2 separate regions of the Pan troglodytes genome follow, and region 2 is linked to region 1. A link is a contact called in public Hi-C data. All regions are on one chromosome and are shown on one strand. The core of a region is the stretch at or near the end of the contact, and the rest is flanking DNA. Distances in the headings are between cores, read along the strand shown.

Region 1 (5,759 bases), core at 2,595-5,094:
CAGAGCAAAGGCACTGCCGGTTACAGGCCAAACAAGATGGTAGAGTCCTGGGAGCAGTGCATTCTCCACACTTGCACTTCCCACACTGTTCACAAATGAACTTGTGCTGTGTCAGGTCCTCTTTCAAGGAACCCTTCAAGTCATCCACAATCAGTTGCTTGGGCTGGGTCCGGATTGCCCTTTCAGACCTACGACCAGGGACTGGTCTGGTTGGTGGTGACCTTCCTAACAGTCCCTGTTCAGAAGAGGCACTGCTGTTGCTCCCAGAGCTGGCTGCACTTCCAGTGCTGGTTGATCTGCTCAAAATGGGGCCCCTGGCATTACTTGGGAGTACTGCATGTCCCAGGTGGCTTGTGTGTCTGTGCTCGTAGTTATTATTCACATTAATTGGTATGATTTCATGAGTCCTTTCATGCTTTTCTTGTCTTGGTGCTGTCCGAGGAGCAGGTCTTTTCACCACCGAAGGCCCTTCTGTGTATTCATTGCTGCCTCTTATGGCCTTGATCTGGTCTAAGGACAAAATAGCAGTAGGCTGAATCTCTCTCTCATAGTCTAATCTCTGACGGCTATCCAAAGAAGGCTGCTGGATCACAACTAACGAACTGCCACTGCCATGTTGATTTTGGGGATCCATGTGTAGTGATCTCGAGTTCTGGCAATCAGTGGAAACCTGGCATGCATCTGAAATCCTAAAACGAAATCAAAGATGAAAAAAACACAGAAAATAAATGACAGGAAGCATTTTTGAGGGGGGGGGGGAATCCTGTCAAATCACAAATTGCCTAAACCGCCTAGTAATGACCTCCTTCATCAGTGGATTACAATGATGCTGGGGTCCTGGCCAGAGTCCAATTCTAGGAGAGGCTGGGGACCACATCATAGAGGAAGACTATAAACGAGAGACCCCATGCCATAAACATTACAAGTTTTTCCAACTTTTAAGAAGCAGAATCAAGAGGAAGTAATGCCTTCCTGTTTGTGAATCTAATAATTAAAATGGAGCATGCCTTCGCAGGGAATACTGAGTATAAGCAGGAGAATAACTCTCATCTAAAGAAAGCTCAGTTATCAGTTCATAGGTGGCTTCTATAAAGGAAAATGTCTACCTTTTAAGAAATTGAGAATGGCTTTGGTGCTACAGCCTTTTTGTTGTGTGCTGTTATATGCATTAGATTAATGATGAAAAAAATTAAGGAATTAAAAAATTGAGACTCTAAAATGAAATCGCAAAATAATAGGTAATTTTCTATATAAATCAGAATTTTAAAACTACCTTATTATTCATCTATGAGATGCAAAAATAAATGTATCAGGTACACAACGATTCTTGGTGTTTTGGAGCTACAAACACACACACACAAGACTCAATGTATAGTCCAGTGAATGATACAACGGTACTCATATTTGAAATCCTGAGAGGATTTTTTTTTAAGCTGAAGGGCTCACTCACAAAACAAAGTAAGTTTTATGCACAAATAAGTGTGAGGCCTTTAACGCAGTGTAGGGAAATCCTGGCAGTTTTAATTATCTGTATTTCCTCTGATTTAAAAATCTGTATTTACATGACAGACCTTGATTTTCAAACGCACTGCCAACTCTGATTCAATGTGCTTCTTGTAACAAAATCAGCACACTAATATCCAGATAAAAATAAGCAGTTGTGTTTCCATACTAATAGTAAGTTATTTCTAATTTATAATGTGTTCTTCACAAACTACCAAAGATGAAAGTTTCTGCTTTCAGTGGTGAACTAGAGTATTTTTCACACAAATTCCTTCTAAAGTCTACAGAGTCGACCCAATTCAAGAATGAAAAGAAAAAGAAATGTCCATTCTCCACTACCAACCTGAGGCAAAAAACATGGTTTAAGGAATAACGCAGAAAGAAGTCCATTTCCTATATTTCCTAAACTAATGTCTCTAAACTATGTCTTACATGTTAACTTCTTGGAGCTCCCCCTCGTTTTCACAACTCAGCTCTCTCAAGTTTCTACTTTATTCCACCTTCTTTGCGCATGAGGAGTAACACATTCATAACCTGCGGGGATTTAGTCTTGGAGTCCTCAACATCTAATCCTGACTCCTGCACGATTATTCCTCTTCTTCAAGAACTTCTTAACTCAGTGCTTTCAAAGCAAAAGGCAGCTAAAAGTACTAAGCCAGATTCACAAAACCGTAGAGGATTTGAATAGTGTAACCCATAACACCAGGCACAACTTTAATTTGCATTTCCAATGATAGTTGTAACAAACTTCATACTGGCTGGGAAATGAAGTTGCCAGACAAAAAAATTAAAAGCAAAGAAAATTCGCCACCTCCGATCCGAAGAAAAGCCCATTTTCAAGCAGTGACAGTCTTGGACAAGCCCCAAACACGCTCACACGCGCTCGGCACACTGCCTTCCCCAAGAAAACGCGAATGGAAGTAGAATACCTTTTCGGACAATCCCATCACCATACTAAGGATCACCGTGGATTTCCAACACACTTTTTGCGTGGCCCACCAAGGTTTCTGACAAATCATGAAGAGTCTTCAGCGTCCACGCGGGAGCCCAAAGCAAGCCCACGGTCTGGCTGACCCTAAGCAAGGATTTGTCTATGCTTTAAAGGAAAAGCTGGGTTCACCGAGGGCCGAGGAGAAAGCAGCCAGCGCAGGGGCGGCCACATTGCAAGTTACCACGGTGGAGCTGCGCCCTCTGCAATCCGCACTGAATAAATAGTTGACGGAAGAAGGAAAAGGAAAAAGTTATGAATGAAAACAAGTTCTTTCTCCCTCTCTCTGGTAGGAGGAGGGGAGGAGGCTGAGGTTACCATGAGCTCAGGAGGGCGGACTTCCCCACTTTTTTTTTTTGAGCCGGAGTCTCACTTTGTCTCCCAGGCTGGAGTGCAGTGGCGCGACCTTGGCTCACTGCAACCTCCGCCTCCCGGGTTCAAGCGGGTCTCCCGCCTCAGTCTCTCGAGTAGCTGTGACTACAGTCGCGCGTCACCACGGCCGGCTAATTTTTGCATTTTTAGTGAAGACGGGGTTTCATCAGTTGGTCGGGCTGGTCTCGAACTCCTGACCTCAGTTGATCAGCGCGCCTCGGCCTCCCCAAGTGCTGGGATTACAGGCGTGAGCCACCGCGCCCGGCCGACTTCCCCACTTTTAAAGTGGCAGTGCCCTCTCCCTTCCCCTGTCTTTGCACTGAGCTCCAAACCAGAAGAAAGTTGCGGCTGGCTTTGGGGCTGCCTAATTCTATCGAGGGGATAATCGGCGAATTCCGGAGATGTGCCTACACACACACACACGCACACACACAGCCTTTGTCGTCCCCCTGCTTGACGCACACTCCTCCAAAGAGGGCCCCCGGGGACATCCCCAGAGCCGCCTGAAATCCCCCTTGGGCGTGAAGGGCTCTCCGAGAGAACAACCTGGGCCACCGCGCCGCCGCTCCGGGTAATCGGGGATGGAGGAGACCCTGTCCTGTTACGTTCCGCAGCCGCGGACCGTCGCCCACCCCGCCACCCAACCTTGAGCCCCCAGAAGCCGCCGCCCCCAGGGGGCAGGGAGCGGCGGGAGGGGCCGCGCCGAGCGAGGTCGTCCCTCCCCTCCCCTCCTCTCCCGGAGTCCTGGCTCGGGCAGCAGCGCCGCCGAGTCCGCACCTGCCGCGCCGAGCGAGCCCCGCCCGCGCGCCTACAGCCCAGCGGGCCGAGGGCGGCCGCCGCACACACTCACCTAAGCCGAAGCGATGGCCGGGGGCCAAGCCGTGCGACCCGGCCCAGGTCCTGGTGCGGGCGGCGGCGTGCACGTGCCGCATCAACCGCGGCGGGGAGGGCGAGGCGGCATCGCCGGAGCTGGAGCGCCTCGGCCCGCGGCCTCCCCCGCCCCCGCCGCCACCGGCCAGGAGCGCTCCCCGCGGCCCCCTTCCGGCTGCGGAGGGCAGTTCTCCCGCGGCTCCGCGCGGCCGGGCCCGGACCTCTCACGGCTGGTGCTCGCCGGGCGGCTCAGTAACATCCACCTCGGGAGGTCTTCTCCTGCAGCCCCTTTCCAAGAACCAGTTTTTACAAATCCTTTCAGGAAGGCTCCCCAAGTCTCAGAAAAACAAGTAGGGGAGTGGCGGAGTCGAGTGCGTGACGGGCCAGCTGACGGCACGGTGTGCTCAGAGAACTCGGGTTCTAGTCGCTCCTCGCAAGGAACGAAGGAAGGGATGGCGGCCTCCTGACGAGCGAAAAATCCACGTCACGGGCGTTCGAGACTCCGCAGCGCCCGGGTCGGGGCCCGAACCGGCGTCGGCGGGTGGATCACGGAGCCGCGCAGTACCCCGGCGAGACCTCGGAGCACGCGCCTGCCAGGCAGAGGCTGCCGCGGCCAGGAGGGGGAGGGGGATTTTTTTACCCTTTTTTTTTTTTTTTTTTTTTTTTTTTTTTTAGCGGGGAGGAGTGAAGAGAGTGAGGTTTGGGGATCCTTCTCGAAGAGAGAAAGGCGGGCGTCGTCCCTTGTCCCCCGCGCAGGCCGACGCGCTTAGCCGATTCCGCACGTTGGGCAAGTGGGGGCACAGCGTCCCCGGGCACTCCGGTCCCGGCAGGTCAGCCTCTCCCGGGCAGCGCTCACACCCAGTCCTCCGAGCCTGGGGTTCCACGGCCGAAATGCCTGCGACACAGAATTAGAGATAGAAGCTTGTGAATGTCCCTTTCTTCGAAAGGCTGGGACCCGGGGCGGGCCGCTGGCCAGCTCGCCCGCAGCCCGTTGCCATGTGCTCCCTGTTGCTGCTCCCAGTGATTGACAGGCCGGCGCACAGTCGGCGTGTCAGCCGCGAACCAAAGTAACATGCAGTCCTGCACGTTTTTGCCGAGGTGCTTTTGCCCCCTGGAATGCCTAGGAGTTCAAACAACGTTCAAGCAACGCCTCTGCGCGTTAGGAATCAATACACAGAGACGGGAAATTCAGGTTTTAAACCAATGCTTCGCTCGGGCTTCGGTCGCCAACAATGCCTAAACAAACACGCATTTGGTCCATACACCGAGTGCTAGCCCCTCTTCGCATAAAGGCATTAACGGCTCTGTGTTTCACAAATTCGATCGTTTCAGACTTTAAACGTCTACTGTTCGGTTAAGGAAAGGTGAAAGGGACCCTGCTTTTTCTTTTAGCGGTAGCATTTACTTTAAGAGCATTAGTTTTAGCAGTGGGAATGCTACCGGTGTTTTGAAATGCAACCAGTAACCTTAGCTGGAAAGCAAGTTCAAATAAATAAATGTTCAGTTCCTTGCAAAAGTCAACATTTCTCACCTTATCTTTCCTAAAATGTCTACGGAAGGAAACGGTACTTACCTAATGCAAAGATTGCAAATTGCTTTTCAGGCACATTTAACAGCGACTGTAGCTGTTCCTTATCCAGGGCAGGGAAGCTGATAATCACTCTGCAAACCACTGCGTGCTTTACAGAGCGGTCTCACTCCGGCTCCGCGGAATTTCAGCTCCTTGCCTCCACCTCCACCTCCACTCCGGGACACGCCTCCGGTGATATCATGTGTCAATCACTCGGGCTGCCCGAAAACCTGGAACAGGATTTCCTTAACTATCGTTTCCTCTTTCGTTTATGTGTACCAACTTGGAAATGTTGCCCTACAGACTCGTGTAATAAACATCCTCTTAAAACTTCGGGAGTGCCTCTAAAAATTCTGCAAATGCAGTTTGTCATAGAGGAATACATTCGGATTTGGTTAGCAATCTTTAGTTGTCGATCTCAATTAAAAGGATTGGTGGACTCTACTCTTAAGTTGA
Region 2 (5,386 bases), core at 957-3,456, 300 kb before region 1:
TTTTCATGATATAAATACTCCCGCCATGGCTGTTTTCAAGCTACCAATGTGATATATTACCAAATACAGGGTTGGAAAGAGATGCACAGTAGTTCACTTTCAGATCATATTTTCACCAGACAGATACAATCGATGGGAATAACCTCAAGAGCATAGATAATAATAATGTATCGTTATTAAGGTGTGATGAGTTTTAGTACTTATTGCCTTTGTTTCTCAAGTAATTTATTGTAAGTTTGTAATGTAATTTTTAATAATGGCTGTGTTTAACAATTGATTTGCAAACTTTGGAAATGTATCCATCGGCTCTAGAGAGCAGGTATGAGCCATCTCCAGCATATGAGTCTTCAGCTCTCTGCAATTCCCTAATAAATCTTCACCTTCTATCTTCTCCCTTCCTAGTGGTCAGCCTGCTTGTGATAAAAATGGTATATTTGAGCACTTCTGAATTTCCACCCTGACCCTGCTCCTCCTCGGTGGAGTAAACCTGAATTCAGTGATCTTCCTCTGACCTATCCAAACCCCCAGACTCTGGCATTCCAGAGAGAGAGCCTTGATTGGACCTTTCAGGATTGACTCCCAAACTGTGAAGCACCATACTTATTGCAGAGATCATGGATGTATGTGCCAGTACACTAAGCCTTTTCTGAGTTTGGTCTTAATTTCATAGTTTTGAGTACCTATACTTTGTTGTTATGGTTTGTATGTGTAATTATTGCCCAGTATTATTGCAGATGGCCTTTGTTATCTGTTTTTCATCATTGTTATTGTTGTTTATTAGTTCAGGAAATAAACTAGGATATAAACACAATTCTTCTGCCATCTCTAGTCAAAAATCTGCATTTCTAAATTTAAACATTTTTCATTTGAAAGCCAAGTTCCTCATTACATATAATGCCCTTGAGAAATGCAATTTAAAAGAGGTGCAATGAGAAAATAAAGTATGGCAGTACCAAAATAAATGTTCTTCACAAACAAAAGTGCTGAGTATATAGGAAATTATTACAACAGTGAAAAAGTCTGTATGTTAGTACATTTGCTAATCTTTTTTTTTTTTTTTTTTTTTTGAGACGGAGTCTCGCTCTGTCGCCCAGGCTGGAGTGCAGTGGCGCGATCTCGGCTCACTGCAAGCTCCACCTCCCGGGTTCACGCCATTCTCCTGCCTCAGCCTCCCGAGTAGCTGGGACTACAGGCGCCCGCTACCACGCCCGGCTAATTTTTTGTATTTTTAGTAGAGACGGGGTTTCACCGTGTTAGCCAGGATGGTCTCGATCTCCTGACCTCGTGATCCGCCCGCCTCGGCCTCCCAAAGTGCTGGGATTACAGGCGTGAGCCACCGCGCCCGGCCACATTTGCTAATCTTATACAAATGTTTAGAGGACCAGATCTTTTTAATCTTCAGCTGAAATGTATTACAAATCTTGTTTAAAGATAAGAAAAGAGGAAATATCTACATGTGTTTCCCATATAAATGGAAGATATAATTTTTAAGGAGGGGAAACAAGGACAATTGACTCACAAACAAGTCATTCCAAAATGGTGGATTCTGTGGTATTTATTTTCTGTTTGTGGAACATTTACAATACAAAAAAAAAAAAAACCCATGTTCTACATCATTCCCACAAAGTCTTCTATTTGCCGAAAGAAAATATGTCATTGTGTAGAAGAAAACTAGAGGAAAAACAGAGGTATGTGATTAACATGCTCGATGTTTTTTTTATATACACAGATTTATTTCAGAACACTTTGAGACATATCCTAATATTTAACATTGAAAAACTTGAACAAATACCCATTTTAGCATATATTTCTTCTTCAAAATTTACTTCCGTATGAGAGGGGGGATAAAAGACAATACAACCGAAAGCAAGACAGTAAGAGAGAAAATTGCATATCTGGGAAGGATGAAAAAGAATGCATGAGATGGCAACAACCCATCCAATGTGAAACTATTTATCAGGCCAAAAGTCAGCTATCTTCCCATAGGAAGTTGTAGGGGGGAAGCATTGGCAAATCTTATCTTCCGAGGGAGATAGACGGTCCCTAGAGTAACAACAACTCCATCAAGTTTTCACTGAACAGTTTCCAGATAAATAATGTCTTTCCACAAATAATCTGCTCTCGAAAGGCAGCCCCCAGACATGAGAAGCAGGAGGAATGGCTAAGGGCTGTGGAATTTTCTGAACATGAACAGTGAAGAATGTAAGTCTTTGTAACTGAGGAATGAGATCACTTTGAAAAATAAATGTCTAGAACCAGGGCTATTGCACAAGTAGGCACGTTTTCAGGGCCTCAGAAAAATGCATTCTCAAGATTAATCTTTACATCTGTTTCCAGAGTCCTCATTCAAAAGTTGACACTTTTGTACAAAGAACACCCTAGTGCTGACTGTGACAAGCAGGCAGCATTGCCAGCGATTTACTAGCAACTCATAAATCTGTGGGAAATACTCCACATATAGTCCTGCCACCCTCACTAAACCCTTGCAACCTCTCCCTGCCCCTGAAATTTGGAGGCTTAGAGCACAGAGAGAAAATAAAAGCAATATAAAGTGTGAGAAGAAAGTAGCCTAATATATAAAATAAAAGACAAAAGCAGACTGGATTATGCCAGCAAGCCATCTGCACAGCTGAAGGCTTCTTCAGGCAAAAAAAGGCTCCACTGTTCCTGAATCAATTGCTTCCTATTCACAAGCTCACTGTATAGGGCTAAATTCAAAATGGCTCTCGGGAAATTCTTGCCAATCCTGTGGTCTGATTTTAGGCTCTATTTTTCCCTTTCTTTTAAAGACCCGAGGATGTAAGTATGTATCAGTGCTGTAAACTTGCCAGCATTCACTGGAATGAGTCAAAGGATCTGGCATTAAATCACAGGGATTTGAGTTGCTAATAAATACAGCAGGCCCCATCCATTGTTGATTAATTCTGACTGAAACCTAAACACCAAACAACAAACACTCTTCTGAACTGCTCTGGTACCCATTAGTTTGATGTGTTTATTAGACAGGGCTGTGTTCTTTCAAGTTTATTAACAACAGATTAAAAAACTGCAAACAAATCTAGGTTTCTTTTTATGATTTAAAAGTGTGGGTACCATTTACTAATGTTTTTAGGGTTAACTGTAAATCCAAACAAGGCTGAAAAAATTATGTCAAACTAAGATCTTGGTACAAAGTATGAATAGTTACTGTCAATGTGCACCTTCCATTATTCAAACAGTTAAAATTTCTATTTTATTTTATTTTTTAGAATTGTCATGTTTTTTAAATGCATCCTTGAACAGGGCCCTAAGCAGTATCATAGGTTGAAAAATAAAGTTTTTTCAAGTAATATGATTTATTGCATACTTTTAAAGATTACAGAAGTTAATAAGACATTTTCATGGTATTTAATTATATTTACCATGTAGCAGAGTTCCTGTACATTTATTCTGATTGGGTCAACTAGCACATATCCATAGAATGTGTGGTATATTATCTATTAGCAGTGCATCAAAGTAAAAAAAATTACAAGCAAATGCACACTGTGCAAAGATAATCAAAAGTGCCCCAGTATCAAGAATTCAAATCATCATATTACAAGCACAAATTTTCAAACCATTTGAATATATTAACAGTGACTATTAAAGTCTGGGTGAATCCTTAAAAATTTCCAAGGTGCATACTATTAACAAATTGGTAGAAGTCCTGAAAAGGCCCAAGAAGTCCTCAAAAAGGCCCAATTATTGCTATTTCAAAGTCTTCAGTGGAAACAAAGATATGGAGACACATAAGTCATATTTACGGTTCCAGGAAAATTACCATAAAAGATATTTACCTTAATCTAAGCTACCTAAAGCCTGCAAATTAATTGTACTGATTTAAAAACCATATATTTATATTCTATTAATAGGTTTTACAACTAAGTAAATTTTAAATACCATGTAATTTTAAGCACTTTTCTTTAAATAACGTGTGAAGAAGAAGAATTTTCATGTTTTGGCTAAATAGAAAACTTATTGTCAAATCTGGAGCCTTGGGAAATCCATCATGTCCCAAGGTCATATGAAGCAACATTTGGATTTGTAAAGCCTTCTATAAGTGCATCTGCTATTGCAGTCACAAAATATTCCAACCCAAATCTGTTACTGCAATATCTAAATTTTCCCCCGAGCTTCCCAGACCACCAGAGCTCAACTCAGCAACTCCAAAATTAAATCATTACCTCTTTTAATACTAAATCGTGTTTTCTTAATTTTAACAGCATGTAAACTACCAAGCTTTTATTCCCTGTTTTTTCCATGAGCACACAAAAGCCACGCTAGTGAAGATCAGAAGACAAGTATAGCGGATTATAAATTTGATTGGCCCATTCAACCCAAAGATTACTACTATTACGGTGGTATTGGTGGTGATTACTATCATGAGACATGAGTAGTGTTTGACTTTATGACATCCATAAACAAATCCTCTTCACCAAAAGAGAGCATTATAAGCATTTCAAAAAACATATGGTACGAAAAATATAGCATTGTGTCGAAAATGGTGAAGACCTAGATACTTCATTAAAAAAAAAAAAAAAGTAATGTTGCCCCTAGTACATGCTCCCACGAATAATTAGTTGATTGAGAATAGAAAAGAGGAGATAAGTGAGGTAGAGAGGAGGGCAGGGGAAGAGGGTATGGGGAAGGAACAGAAGTATGTTAAAGCTTATTACAGTAACATGAATCAAATAATGTTTTCAATCAATGATAGTTGGTTAAAACTAAAAGAATAAGAGAATAAATAACATGTATTACCAATAATTAATGACTAATTATTCCACTTCTATTTATTAGAGAATAAGCACTTTATAAAACTAAACTTTGCATTGTTAATTTTTTGAAGACTAGATTGAGATAATTAGCATCTTGTTATCTTTCGAGATAGAAAAAGAAAATAGAGAATTTGATGGGAAATTCATCTAGTTTTCTTTGATACTATTTGAAACACAATTTCTTAGTCAGAAAACTAAATGATGTTTTGGATTAACATCTCAGGCCTTTAATAATGTAGCCCTGTACAAAATTCTTTTTTCCTATAATGCCCAGAGATGCTCTGATTTCCCATGCATGTGGTTTTGGCCTCGTCCTTTGTCTTTCATAGAATCTATCCCCTCTCTATCCATCTGTCAACATTAGACCCACTCTCCAAAGTCTACCTCAAAGGCACCAAGGTTAAGAAATAGAATATAAGGTAAGAGGTGGCAACCTTGTTCTGGAAATAGATCTAACTGAAGAAAGAAAGCAATCATTACATACACCAGAATATTTCAAAGTTGTGGGTAGAATTTCCTCCTAAAATTACACTTAAAGTGAGAATATTATGAATCTCATTTCTCTCCGTTGAAAACAAATCTTCTTCTAGATC

What was found. A called contact is a pair of places that touch in the nucleus more often than the background predicts.
Region 2: a contact with region 1 is called in a Hi-C map of stem cell-derived neural progenitor cells, with 8 times the contacts expected there. The contact joins the enhancer-like site here to the promoter of SPRY1 in region 1. A contact is called at or near these places in 1 of 7 Hi-C or Micro-C datasets (stem cell-derived neural progenitor cells), 1 of 1 datasets of contacts at active chromatin or transcription factors (stem cell-derived excitatory neurons) and 1 of 1 other capture datasets (stem cell-derived neural stem cells).

What each region holds. Positions count from the first base shown.
Region 1 is chr3:124,571,917-124,577,675 of NHGRI_mPanTro3-v2.0_pri, reverse strand. SPRY1 (sprouty RTK signaling antagonist 1) reads right to left here and starts at 3,844. Exons shown (of 2, transcript XM_517428.8): 1 at 3,714-3,844; 2 at 1-689. The coding sequence starts at 634.
Region 2 is chr3:124,871,186-124,876,571 of NHGRI_mPanTro3-v2.0_pri, reverse strand. The region is part of intron 5 of LOC104006192 (a long non-coding RNA gene); the gene reads right to left. Among named protein-coding and RNA genes, the nearest start is that of TRNAC-GCA, 190 kb to the right of the region's middle. Within about 2 kb of position 2,206, at least 10 of the 24 cell types and tissues checked have an H3K27ac peak or open chromatin away from gene starts, as enhancers often do. A contact at or near this core is called in stem cell-derived neural progenitor cells, where this site is marked.